Linked DNA regions of Gossypium hirsutum: region 1 is linked to region 2. Evidence: chromatin contacts called from public Hi-C data. All regions are on one chromosome and are shown on one strand. Each heading gives the region's core, a stretch centred on a gene start, on an enhancer-like site or on the middle of the called end of the contact. The rest is flanking DNA. Distances are from core to core; before and after follow the strand shown. Region 1 holds the start of LOC107887116 (transcription factor MYB124). Region 2 holds the start of LOC107887115 (probable LRR receptor-like serine/threonine-protein kinase At1g14390).

Region 1 (5,523 bases), core at 1,103-3,602, 150 kb before region 2:
ACCCTTTTGTTAATAGAAATCGTCATTGATCAATTTGACTACGCGGTTAAAAAAACCTAAAATCCTAAAAGTTATAAAAATATACTAAAAATGTATATCTAGTTAGAACCTAGACAAATAAACTTAAGTTTATTTGAATCTAGACACCTATTTATTTCCTTCTTTTTAGATGTAATTCAAAATATTATAAAAATTATAAATTGTTATAAAAAATATAATAATAATAATAATAATTGATCATTAATAAAAAAATACTAACAAACTATAAAAATTGTAAAATATAAATAAAATATATCTAAATTTTGTACGTGTCATGTGCCCTTATATACCCATTTTGTCTTAGAGTGAGTTTGGATGGACGGTGCGTTTACCTGCGGTTAGTGTAAAAATAATGGTGGCGGTGAGATTAGATACTGTAGTGATACTATAGCGTGAGACAAAAAGTAAACTAAACGCACCGCTGCCCCAAACCCACCCTTAGTATACAATTTTTGGAACCGAGAAAGGATTGTATGAAACAATGACGCCACGTCATCTATATCCCTTTCCAATAGTTTTATGCCACATCAGTATTCTTATCCTGAATTTCAGGATTTTATCCTGAATTTTAGTATTTTAATCTGGATTTGATTTTTTTCAGGATAAAATCCTGAAATTCAGGATAAGAGTACTGATGTGGCATAAACTATTAGAAAGAGATACAGATGACGTGGTGTCACTGTTTCATACAATCCTTTCCCTTTTGGAACCTACCAAAAATGAAACCAAAGGTGATATTATTTGATTAGTTTTTGAATTCAAGTTGGTATTCATCAAAATCTCTCAAATTAACAAGAAATTTTAATTTAAGAGATTTTTTTTGGGTTCATTTTTCAAACTATTATGGGTACAACAAGTACATATAATATGGATTTTCATTAACTAAAAGTTTAAGAAATTCAGTAGGTGAGTTTGTTTAGGCTTAATTTGATTTTCATAACATTAAATTAATTTATTATATCATCATATTTTTATATAATTACTAACTTTGAGTATTTATTATACACATATAATAATTGCATTAAAAATTATTGTATATCCATAATTAATGTTTTCAAAATTTATTTTAATTTATAATTTAGTGTTATTATTTATAAAATTTTAATATAATTATATTTATATAATATTTAAAATATATATTTTCATAAATTCGAGTTTTAGGTTGGATCTATCTCGGATTTGGATTTCCTCGAATTCTAATCGTTATAAGCTTGAATTGGCATAGGTGAATTTTTGGGCTCAGGTCTGTTTTGCCCGCTTTAATAAAAGATGATAATTGAATTGTTAAAATATAAAAAAAATTACGAAAGAATGTAAAACTAATTTTTTTTAAAAAGTGATATAAATGCATTAAGATGTCCAAAATCATGAGTTAAAAAATTTAAAGTTGGTATTTGTAATAAATAAAATAATAATAGAATATTCAAGGTAAAAATGTTGAATTTGGAATATATATTGTCATTTTCTTCTTTAGAAAAGACAAACAATGTTTGTGTTGGATCATTAAATATCCAAACCAATAACCAAAAGAGAAGTTTCCTATTTTGATTTGGTATTTTTCCCTCTAAAAATCTAAATGGAATTCATAAGCTTCACATGAACAAACAACCAAACAAATGGAAAGTGAGAAAATCCGAATGAATACGAAAGCAAAAGCATCCCATTTTTAAGAACAAAAAATAACACTAACAAAATGCCATAAAAAAGAACTTGTTGCGTCAGAAAATTAAGCCAAAAACAATAATAAAAAGCCCCAATTCCAATGATGCAAGCAATTCACGTGGGTTGCACTGCCCAATGAAAACCATCAACGTTGACTGATACACAGGCATTACATCCAATCAACACACGCGTTTCTCTCACGTGAATATGTTGCGCCTGGGGCTTGTTTTGAATTTTGAAAACTAAAATTCACCCTCCAAAATAAGAAAACCGATAGATTTAAATGGAAAATATATATATAAAAAAGAAGAAGAGCTGTGATGTGAAGAAATACGAAGGTTCATCAGTTTTTATGTCCGCTAAAATCATTATAGTTCAGGGAAAAAAAAGAAAAGAAAATGGATAAATTATTAAATTTATAAAAATAAGAAAATAGTAAAAATAGGGTTTGCTTTAGGAGCTGAGTGGGGTAAGTGTCCAGGGCATTCATTGAAGACACAACACAACAGCGTCATGAAATTCGGCGTTATTTATTTATTTATTTAATTTTCTTTTTCTTTTAATATTTTCAAACTCTTCTTCATACCCGCGCACTAAAGCAAGAATCCGTTGATTTAAATTAATATTTTTTAGCTCTTATTTTCCATTCTTTGAAATCAACAAAATAAATCCTAAAAAACCCCTTGCAAGAAAGAGAGTATTTTTCCAAAAAGTTTCTTTCTTTATTTGAAAGAAAAAAGCCCAAAATATATATTCTTTCAGATTCATCATTCCATCACTCTTCCATTTCCCTTCTCTTTAAAGTTTTAATTCTTTTTATCCATTATAGATCTACCCTTTTCGATTCTACGTATATACATGTACATTTGAATCACAAAGCTCAAGCTTTTATTGACCATATAATTGGTGGAGACGTTGTGATTCTATTTTCTAAGTATAAACAGGAAAAAGAAAGGGTTAGCATCCGAGGAATAACGGAGTAGAAGGGGGAAACAAAGCATAGAGTTATTGAGAGTAATAAGGATTCCGTTTGAACCCAACAGTGAGTTTTGTAGTAAAAAAGATAAAAGAGAGGGAAGTGGAAGCATTGGTTCCCTTTTTCATGGTTTTTTTTTTATAATAAAGGGTTGGCTTTTTGAGGATGCCACTTGGGTTTTAATAAAAGGGAAGGGAGCGTCAAGGAAGGCCAGCAACTAAGAGCGACAGAGATTAGAGTAAAGAAGAAAAAGAATATGCAGGAAACAAAGAACAAGAATGGTGGCAATGAAGATTCCAAGAAGAAGGAGCGTCACATAGTGACGTGGGCTCAAGAGGTTTTCTTTTCTTTTTTAAAATAATTTTCTTCTTTGGTTCCCTCTGTTTTGTTTATTATTTGATTGATTGATTCTTTGTTTTGGGGGGTTCTTATTAATTTGATATTGGGGGGGGGTGTTTGCAGGAAGATGATATACTTCGAGAACAAATCAGTTTACATGGAACTCAAAAGTGAGCCTTTTATTCATTCATTCGTTCATTTGAAGGGTTTGTTTGTTATTTTTTAATGATGGATGAAATTGAATGGATTTGTGTTGGTTTAAATGTTTGAGTGCAGCTGGGCGATCATTGCCTCTAAATTCAAGGATAAAACCACAAGGCAGTGCAGAAGAAGGTTGGTGAAACCATGATGAGTCCAAAAGTTTGATCACTTTCAGTCTTGTTTGACTTTTTAATCTAATGTCTTTTTTTGTCACAACAAACACACAGATGGTACACATACTTGAATTCTGATTTCAAGAAAGGAGGATGGTCACCAGAGGAAGATATGCTTTTATGTGAGGTAATTAAATAAGTTTAAAACCTCCATTTCCATTCAAGTTAAATGGGGTCAGTGTTACTTTAATAAAACTTGAAATGAATTTTTCAAGAACTTATCTTCTGATGATTTATTTGGAGGAAATGTTACTTTCATTGATCAGTTGTATCAGGCTATTGCATGTTACTGGTACAGTAGGTTTTGAGTTTTCCAAACAGGAAAAACAAATATATAGAGAGGTAGGCCAGACCTTAAACTAATTGACACAGTTTTGGTCTTTCAAAAGTAGGGCAAAAAACAGCCACTTAGTTTCAGTTTGGATAAGTGTTTCTGTAGATCCTGAATGTGCTGATGACTTAAGGTGATTTGCAGGCTCAAAAAATATTTGGCAATAGATGGACAGAAATAGCAAAGGTGGTTTCAGGCAGGTATATATATCTATGATTTTTTTGGAAAAAAATCCTCTAGTGCAGAAAATTGATCTCTTTTCAACTGTCATTTTTCCATTTTCTGTTGTAGATTATTAACCTTTACTGATTACGTGGTTAATGCAGAACTGATAATGCTGTTAAAAATCGTTTCTCCACACTGTGCAAGAAGAGAGCCAAATATGAAGCTTTGGCCAAAGAGAATAGTAATTCATGTATAAATCCTAATAACAAAAGAATTTTACTCCAAAATGGGTTCAATACAGATGGAACAACTGATAGTGCTGCCCCTGTTAAGAGAATGAGGTACCATAGCATAAATGATAAATGTAGAATTATGTATATACATAGTAATGGCCTCAAGTCGAAATCCTTTTTATTTCCCCATTTCAGGAGATCCCACATTCCTGATCTCACTGAAAGTTGCAACTTTGGAGATAGAGCACATAGAGTATCTGGAACAATCATCAATCAGCAGCTAAGGCACCCATTTGCTGTATTGGGTCAAAATCTCCACAATGCGAATAACTTGGTGCAACCTCAGGTCAACAAGGTTAAGGATGTCTCCGATGATGGTAAATCACCTGCAAAGTGGATTTTTATGATAGTTACATTATTTTTCAGTTTAGCCAAAACTGTATGTATATTCAGTCCTCTATAATTGTTCTCGTAATATAGCATTTTGCACTCTTCTTCTCCTTTATTCATTTGCAGCTCAGAGTTATAGAACTCAAGGAACATTTCTCAAAAAGGATGATCCTAAGATAACTGCTTTGATGCAGCAAGCGGAGCTACTCAGCTCACTTGCATTGAAGGTTAACACAGACGGTACAGAAGAGAGTCTGGAAAATGCTTGGAAGGTGAGATATGATTTTAGTTTCTATCTTGGTTTTGTTTTATCATCAATTCAACATCCAATAATACTATCAACATGTTGCTTCTCCATAGGTAAAGTGCTAAAATTTAAATATTGTGGGGTTTATAGTTCAATCTATGCACTGTATGTCCCTAACTTTCATCCTAATAAATTTTATTTCCAGGTCCTTCAAGATTTTTTGAATCAGAGTAAAGAAAATGACACCTTCAGATATACAATCTCTGATATTGATTTTCAAATTGAAGATTTCAAAGACTTGCTTGAGGATTTAAGGAGTAGTAATGAGGGAAGTCAACAATCTTGGAGGTAACAGATAAATCAGTTAAAGTTCAGATTTAGTAAGGTTTCATACTCACCACTAACTGATGATTAATGTGTTGCAGGCAACCTGATCTCTATGAGGTATCTCCTTCCAGTTCTGAATACAGTACAGGGTCAACAATTATGCCTCATCCAGCTGGGGAACGAGGAGAAAAGACTCAGGCTAAAATAGATGAACTGCACCCAGATATATTGTCAAATCATATTGGAGAGCAGAATTGCAGTACCGAGGAGGAAACAAGGGCTCTTTCCAGTGCAAACAAAAATCATGGTAATGAAATTCTATATCTGGTATAAAGGCCAAGGAATTCCTTGCTTGTAACCACGCAGTGGTTAATTAAGATAAAATGATGTTTCTGAAAAAATGTGTCTATGTTACCACAGGCGAGATGATATCATCGTCT
Region 2 (5,844 bases), core at 1,887-4,386:
GTATCCCAAGCCACACAAGTGTGTGACTTGGCCGTGTGACCCTATTAGTGTTGATGACGTCATAAATAGAGAGTTACACGAGCTGAGGACACGGGCGTGTGTGATCACACGGCCTACCCACACGGGTGTGTGACCCTGTTTCATGAAATTTTTCTAAGTTTTTCTAAAGTTCTTGAATTAGTCCTGAGCTACTCCCGATGTAAGTTTTGGGCCTCATAGGCCCATATAAGGGATAATTTTCATATGCATGTGATTGGATGAATTTGATTTGGTCCAAATTTTATGGTCGATTGTGTATGTTTGCTGGTGTTTATGTCCCGTAATGCCTTGTATCCTGTCTCGATGTCGAACATAGGTAAGAGGTGTTACAATCAACATCTAGGGCTCTCGTTTTGTTAAAAGGTAAAAGGACTAATAGTCTTTATATTCTGGAAGGTTCTACAGTGACCGGTGAAATTAGACGTCCCTTGTCCTTTACGGAGTTGAAGTCAACTCATTTGGAGCAGAGACAACTTGGTCATAGGAGGGAAAAATGTATGATCGTTTCGTTAAAAATAGGTTTTTTTTATGTAGGTTTTGAAAAGTTTGACACTATGTTCGTGAAAATCAGACCCGGGTTAGTTTTGATTAGGCAGTGCATAAGTCGATGGTTAGAAGTCTTCCAGCTTCTAAGCACATATTCGACTCAATTAATTCTTTACATAGTTCAAGATAGGCCCGTGGCGGGCTTTGACAAAGATGGCGTTATGGAAATATGAGTCAAGGTGGAGATTTGTTGAGTATGCCTCATATTTTAATCAAATTTGAGAGATAATCTCCTAGTTAAACTCTGATTATTTGTTTCAGTCAAACTCTGATTAGTATAGATTATTTTATTATTATTTGACTTATGAATTTAGCCTATAAATAAGCTCTTTTACAACATTAGAAAATATACCCATTAAAGATTAGATATCATAACACTTTTGGAGAGTTTTGTGTTTACGTTTTGAGGGTTTTTTGTTTACAGGTTTTGGGCTTTAGTGTTTTATCTACATCTTTTGTACTCTTTGTTCTTTTGCCATTATAGTAAAATTATTTTTGCCTGTGGTTTTTTATCCTCTTTGGATGGGTTTTTCCACATTAAATTTGTGTGTTCAATTTCTCAATTTCTTTCGCTATTTTTTACTTATTCGTTGCTTAATCGGGTCGATTCCCAACATATATACTTGCAACAGTTCATACCATTTCAAACTACGTTTAACTCCATTACAAGCTTTAGATATTTAACCAAGTTCTAATATTAACCATTAACCATAAGTGCATAGACGCATAACTTTATATTCCAAATTTGACTCAACCTAGGTACATGGCTTGTAAACAACAAAAGAGACTTATACAAACATTATCGAGTTCGGGATTTTGACTAGATGCTGAAGTTGATGCTCGAGATCTCATTTGAGACCTAACTTGTGCATGAAAAAATAAATTGCACGCTGCATGATAAAACTCAATAATCTTTCTATAAATCAAATCAGTATAACATAATTGTTATCAAATACAAATAATCAATTCAAGTCTATTATTCAACTAATTCGTATACCAAATTGTAACATAGACTTAGTGATCAATTCATTTGCTTATTTCATATCACCATTTATAAGCATATGTTCCTATATATATATTCACATTCATTGATTTATATATTTATTTTCATCTCATCAATTTAATCATTTTTGAGTTTATTGACTCGTAAATACTCAATCACCCCCAGGGGCTCATTTCTAGCCAATTTACATGGTCTTTCACATGCTATTGAATATCACAATTCATATGTGAGCAATTATATCAAATCTATTCATATTTCATTTCAATCTACCATATAGCCTAGTCAAATTATGTTTATATAATCCTATTGACTTTACTTGGATTTCAAGACGGATATACAAATTAACCAACTGGCATCTGAATCTAGCATTGTACTATATTATCGAATAAATCGAAAGAAATTTATTGGCACACACTGTGCATCGTTGGACAAGCCAAAGCAATTATACTGTACATCATCGGATAAATCAAAAAAAATATATTGGCACATACTATGCATCATCGGACAAGTCAAAACAATTATACTAACATGCGTAGTACATATTGGATAAACCTAAGTAATTCTGATGGCACCTAGAGAAAAAAATATACTGGCATACAATCGGATCTTTATTACCAAAAAAACTAAAAAAAGAAAAAAAGTCAGATATTGGATACTTAGTCTTTCTATGTTCTGGAATACTGCTATTAAGAAAGTAAATAACATGAATAAAATTTATGGAAAAAAACTTTTTTCCTTCTATATAAATGATAGGATCCCATCAATAAAGTAGGACTTACCTTCCCTCTTCTTAATCTAGATTAAAAAAAAAAAGCATCTTCTCCAAGGCATTCCATGTGCATCTTTATTCCTTGCTATATAAAACCGCCCTTCCCCTATTACATAATTACTACATTACCATGCTTCAACTAGCCCCATTGCTTCATAAATCTTGAATATGCGCATATAATATCAAACGTATATTTACACACAGTTCTCAATATTTTATAAAAAAACATAATAATCAAGGAAGGCAGCTAAGCATTGAACAAAAGAAAAAGCAGAAGAAAGGCAGGTAAGCTAAGAACAAAAAAACAGGATGGATAATTGGATACCATTCCCTCAAAAAAGAATAATATAATAAGTTAAGGGATTTGGTAAAACTAATACATCATTAAAATCCGTGTTTGAAAAATTGACAACTTTTCACCTTTATTTTAATCATCTCACCGACAAAACGGCATTGGTGACACAGGAAAACGGCCAAACCGGGGGGGGGGGGCCATTCCCGTCATTTTCCCCTCACACTTCCACCGGCGGGCTCCTTATATAGCACTGCTTTTAGTTATGGGATACTGATGTAAAGACACTATTTTGGTAACTTACACACGTGATTCAACCTTGCTTTTTGTGCTGTTTTATTGACTTATTTAGCTACTATTAATTAAATTTTTATTAAAATTAAAAATATTTAAAATAAAATTTGAAAATAACAAAAAATTGAAAAATATTTAATAAATGTTAACTAAGGGATATATAAATATTTTAATATTTACGCACTGTACATCACTTTCCGGTCCTCAAAGTTCTAGCGTAACATGAAGCCGAGGTTGCCGCAAACGGAAGTGTTTGAACTGAGAGCCAAAAGTTGACTTTAACTCCAATTTAATATGATAGATCTTGTATCGTAGTATCAGGATTTCCAGGCAGTATCATTGCATGGTCTACTTAATTGCCAATATTTATTTATTCTAGTGAAGTTCCCAGTTCCCACCTTAGATTTTTGATTCTGATTTTCAAGTTGACTGAACCATTTTCTTTCTTTCGTTCTTTAAATTCACCTTCTCATCTACTTTGTAAATAAATGCGTTTTCCAACAAATTTAAGTGTAGTAAAGTAAAAGTAGCAGCTTTATCCTATAACCTTTAATAAGTAGTGAGCTAAACCCAGATCAGATATTTGTCTTTTTTAGATGAAAACTTCATTTATTGGGTGCTGCTGGGCCTCTATGCGCTAAAAGGATGTGTGCATTATGCTACTGAATGCATCAAGTTAATGTGATTGCTCCCTTTCCCAGAAATGTTTTCTCCTTCTTCTACTCCTACTTTTTAAGGTTTATCTTCCCTTCTTTTTCTTTTTGAGTTCAACAGGAATGGAGACTTCCAGGGTGGGTTTCAGTTTATTGCTTTGTACAATATTCATGGTTGTTCCAGTTTCAATAGGTCAGCTTACTTCAACCGAAACCAGGCTTCTTTTCCAAGTTCAAAAGCTTCTTGAATACCCTGAGGTACTTCAAGGATGGACAAAGTGGACCAACTTCTGTTATCTCCCTCATTCTCCTTCTCTCAAGATTGTGTGTGCAAACAGTCGCGTGACGGAGATAACCATCGTTGGAAACAGGAGCTCTCCAGCGAATGTTGTACCAGGTTCTGGACCACAGGGTTTGTCCGGCAAGTTTTCCATGGATTCATTATTCACTGTCCTCACCAAGTTTTCTAGTTTGAGAGTATTGTCCCTGGTGTCCCTGGGGTTATGGGGTCCCTTGCCTCCCAAGATCAACAGGTTTCATTCACTCCAAGCTCTCAACATGACCTCTAATTTCATCTCCGGCAGGATTCCTAAGCAGATTGCATCGTTCCAGAATCTAACAAGTCTGGTTTTGGCTGATAATCTGTTCAATGGGAGCGTTCCAGATCTTACAGGCTTACCACTCCTTAAAGTTGTGAATTTGGGTGGCAACCTCCTTGGACCTCAGTTTCCTTCATTGAGCCAAAGTCTTGTAAGTATCACGTTGAGCAACAACTCATTTAGATCCCAGATCCCTTCAGGACTGAAGAAATTCAATCAGCTCCAGAGGCTGGACATCTCTTCTAATAGACTTGTGGGACCACTCCCATCGTTTCTATTCTCCTTGGCTTCAATTCAGTATCTTAATTTGGCCCAGAACCAATTAAGCGGAGCCCTTGCTTCCACTACAGGTTGTAGTAACAACCTCTCCTTTGTAGATATCTCAAACAACCTTTTGATAGGGAAACTCCCTTCATGCATCGGATCAAACTCCAGAAACAAAACAGTCATTAGTTCATGGAATTGTCTGTCTACTGGGAATTCAAATCGCCAACATCCTTATTCATTTTGCAACAAAGAAGCATTGGCTGTTAAGCCCGTGGAAAGCAAGGAGCAGGAGGAGCCTGGGATCAACTTGGGTCTAATACTCGGTATCATTGGAGGCGTTGTTGCCATTGCAGGAGCTATTGCTTTGTTGATGTTTGTGATTATTCGAAGATCACGAACAACTGAAGACGCAAATTATGATGAAAGATCCATTGTAGACAAAATGTCTGTTCGTAGCTCTCCCAAACCACCCATTGATTCAAGTAAGACCATCTGATTTTGTAAATACTGTCATCATTAATTCAATTTCGACCTACCAAAATTTGGTTTCTTTCCTACACCACAGGGCGAGTTCCACAGACAATGAGATCAGCTGCAATTGGGCTTCCACGATATCGCGTTTTCAGCTTGGAAGAAATTGAAGATGCAACCAACAACTTTAACCCATCAAATTTTATGGGGGAAGGATCTCAAGGGCAGGTAAATACATTTTGTGTTAAATTGTCATTAATCCCTAGAGATATACGTTCAAGATGAATAGTGGTTACTTTTGATTGATGTATGCAACAGCTCTATAAAGGTTGGCTTGTAGATGGGTCACTGGTGGTGGTAAAATGTTTGAAACTAAAGCAGAAGCATGCACCTCAAAATCTGATACAACACATGGAAGTTTTGTCCAAGCTGAGGCATCGTCATTTGGTTAGCGTTCTGGGACACTGTATTGTAACTTACCAGGATCATCCTAATGTTGCCACTACTGTGTTCGTTGTTTTCGAGCACATTTCCAACGGATCATTGCGGGAACATCTTACTGGTAAACCTAAACCCCTTAAATAATTTAAAGGAACAGGGCAAAAGGATATTAATGTTATTTACTCGTTGATTTGACTTTGGGAATTGGCAGATTGGAAAAAGAAGGAGATACTGAAATGGCCACAGAGAATGGCAATCACCATTGGAGCTGCAAGAGGAGTTCAATTCCTGCATACAGGAATTTCGCCTGGGATTTACGGAAACGATTTAAAGATTGATAATATTTTGTTGGATGAGACTCTTACACCCAAAATTAGTAATTACAACATCCCATTGCCACTTAAGGTATAGGAAACACAAAGCAGATTTACATTTCATTTACACTTTTTGCTTTTCCAAAATTTAATCTG

The links. A called contact is a pair of places that touch in the nucleus more often than the background predicts.
Region 1: a Hi-C map of hypocotyl shows a contact between it and region 2, with 3 times the contacts expected there. The contact joins the promoter of LOC107887116 here to the promoter of LOC107887115 in region 2. A contact is called at or near these places in 2 of 34 Hi-C or Micro-C datasets (hypocotyl and leaf).

The regions. Positions count from the first base shown.
Region 1 is chrA03:57,340,163-57,345,685 of Gossypium_hirsutum_v2.1, reverse strand. It overlaps LOC107887116 (transcription factor MYB124), which reads left to right and starts at 2,352. Exons shown (of 12, transcript XM_041096261.1): 1 at 2,352-3,014; 2 at 3,140-3,186; 3 at 3,293-3,349; 4 at 3,445-3,517; 5 at 3,866-3,921; 6 at 4,048-4,227; 7 at 4,315-4,496; 8 at 4,636-4,781; 9 at 4,962-5,104; 10 at 5,182-5,390; 11 at 5,504-5,523. The coding sequence starts at 2,934. LOC107887118 (a long non-coding RNA gene) reads right to left here and starts at 5,255. Exons shown (of 2, transcript XR_001681006.2): 1 at 5,155-5,255; 2 at 4,140-4,505.
Region 2 is chrA03:57,194,388-57,200,231 of Gossypium_hirsutum_v2.1, reverse strand. LOC107887115 (probable LRR receptor-like serine/threonine-protein kinase At1g14390) reads left to right here and starts at 3,136. Exons shown (of 7, transcript XM_016811260.2): 1 at 3,136-4,944; 2 at 5,028-5,161; 3 at 5,252-5,495; 4 at 5,586-5,779. The coding sequence starts at 3,720.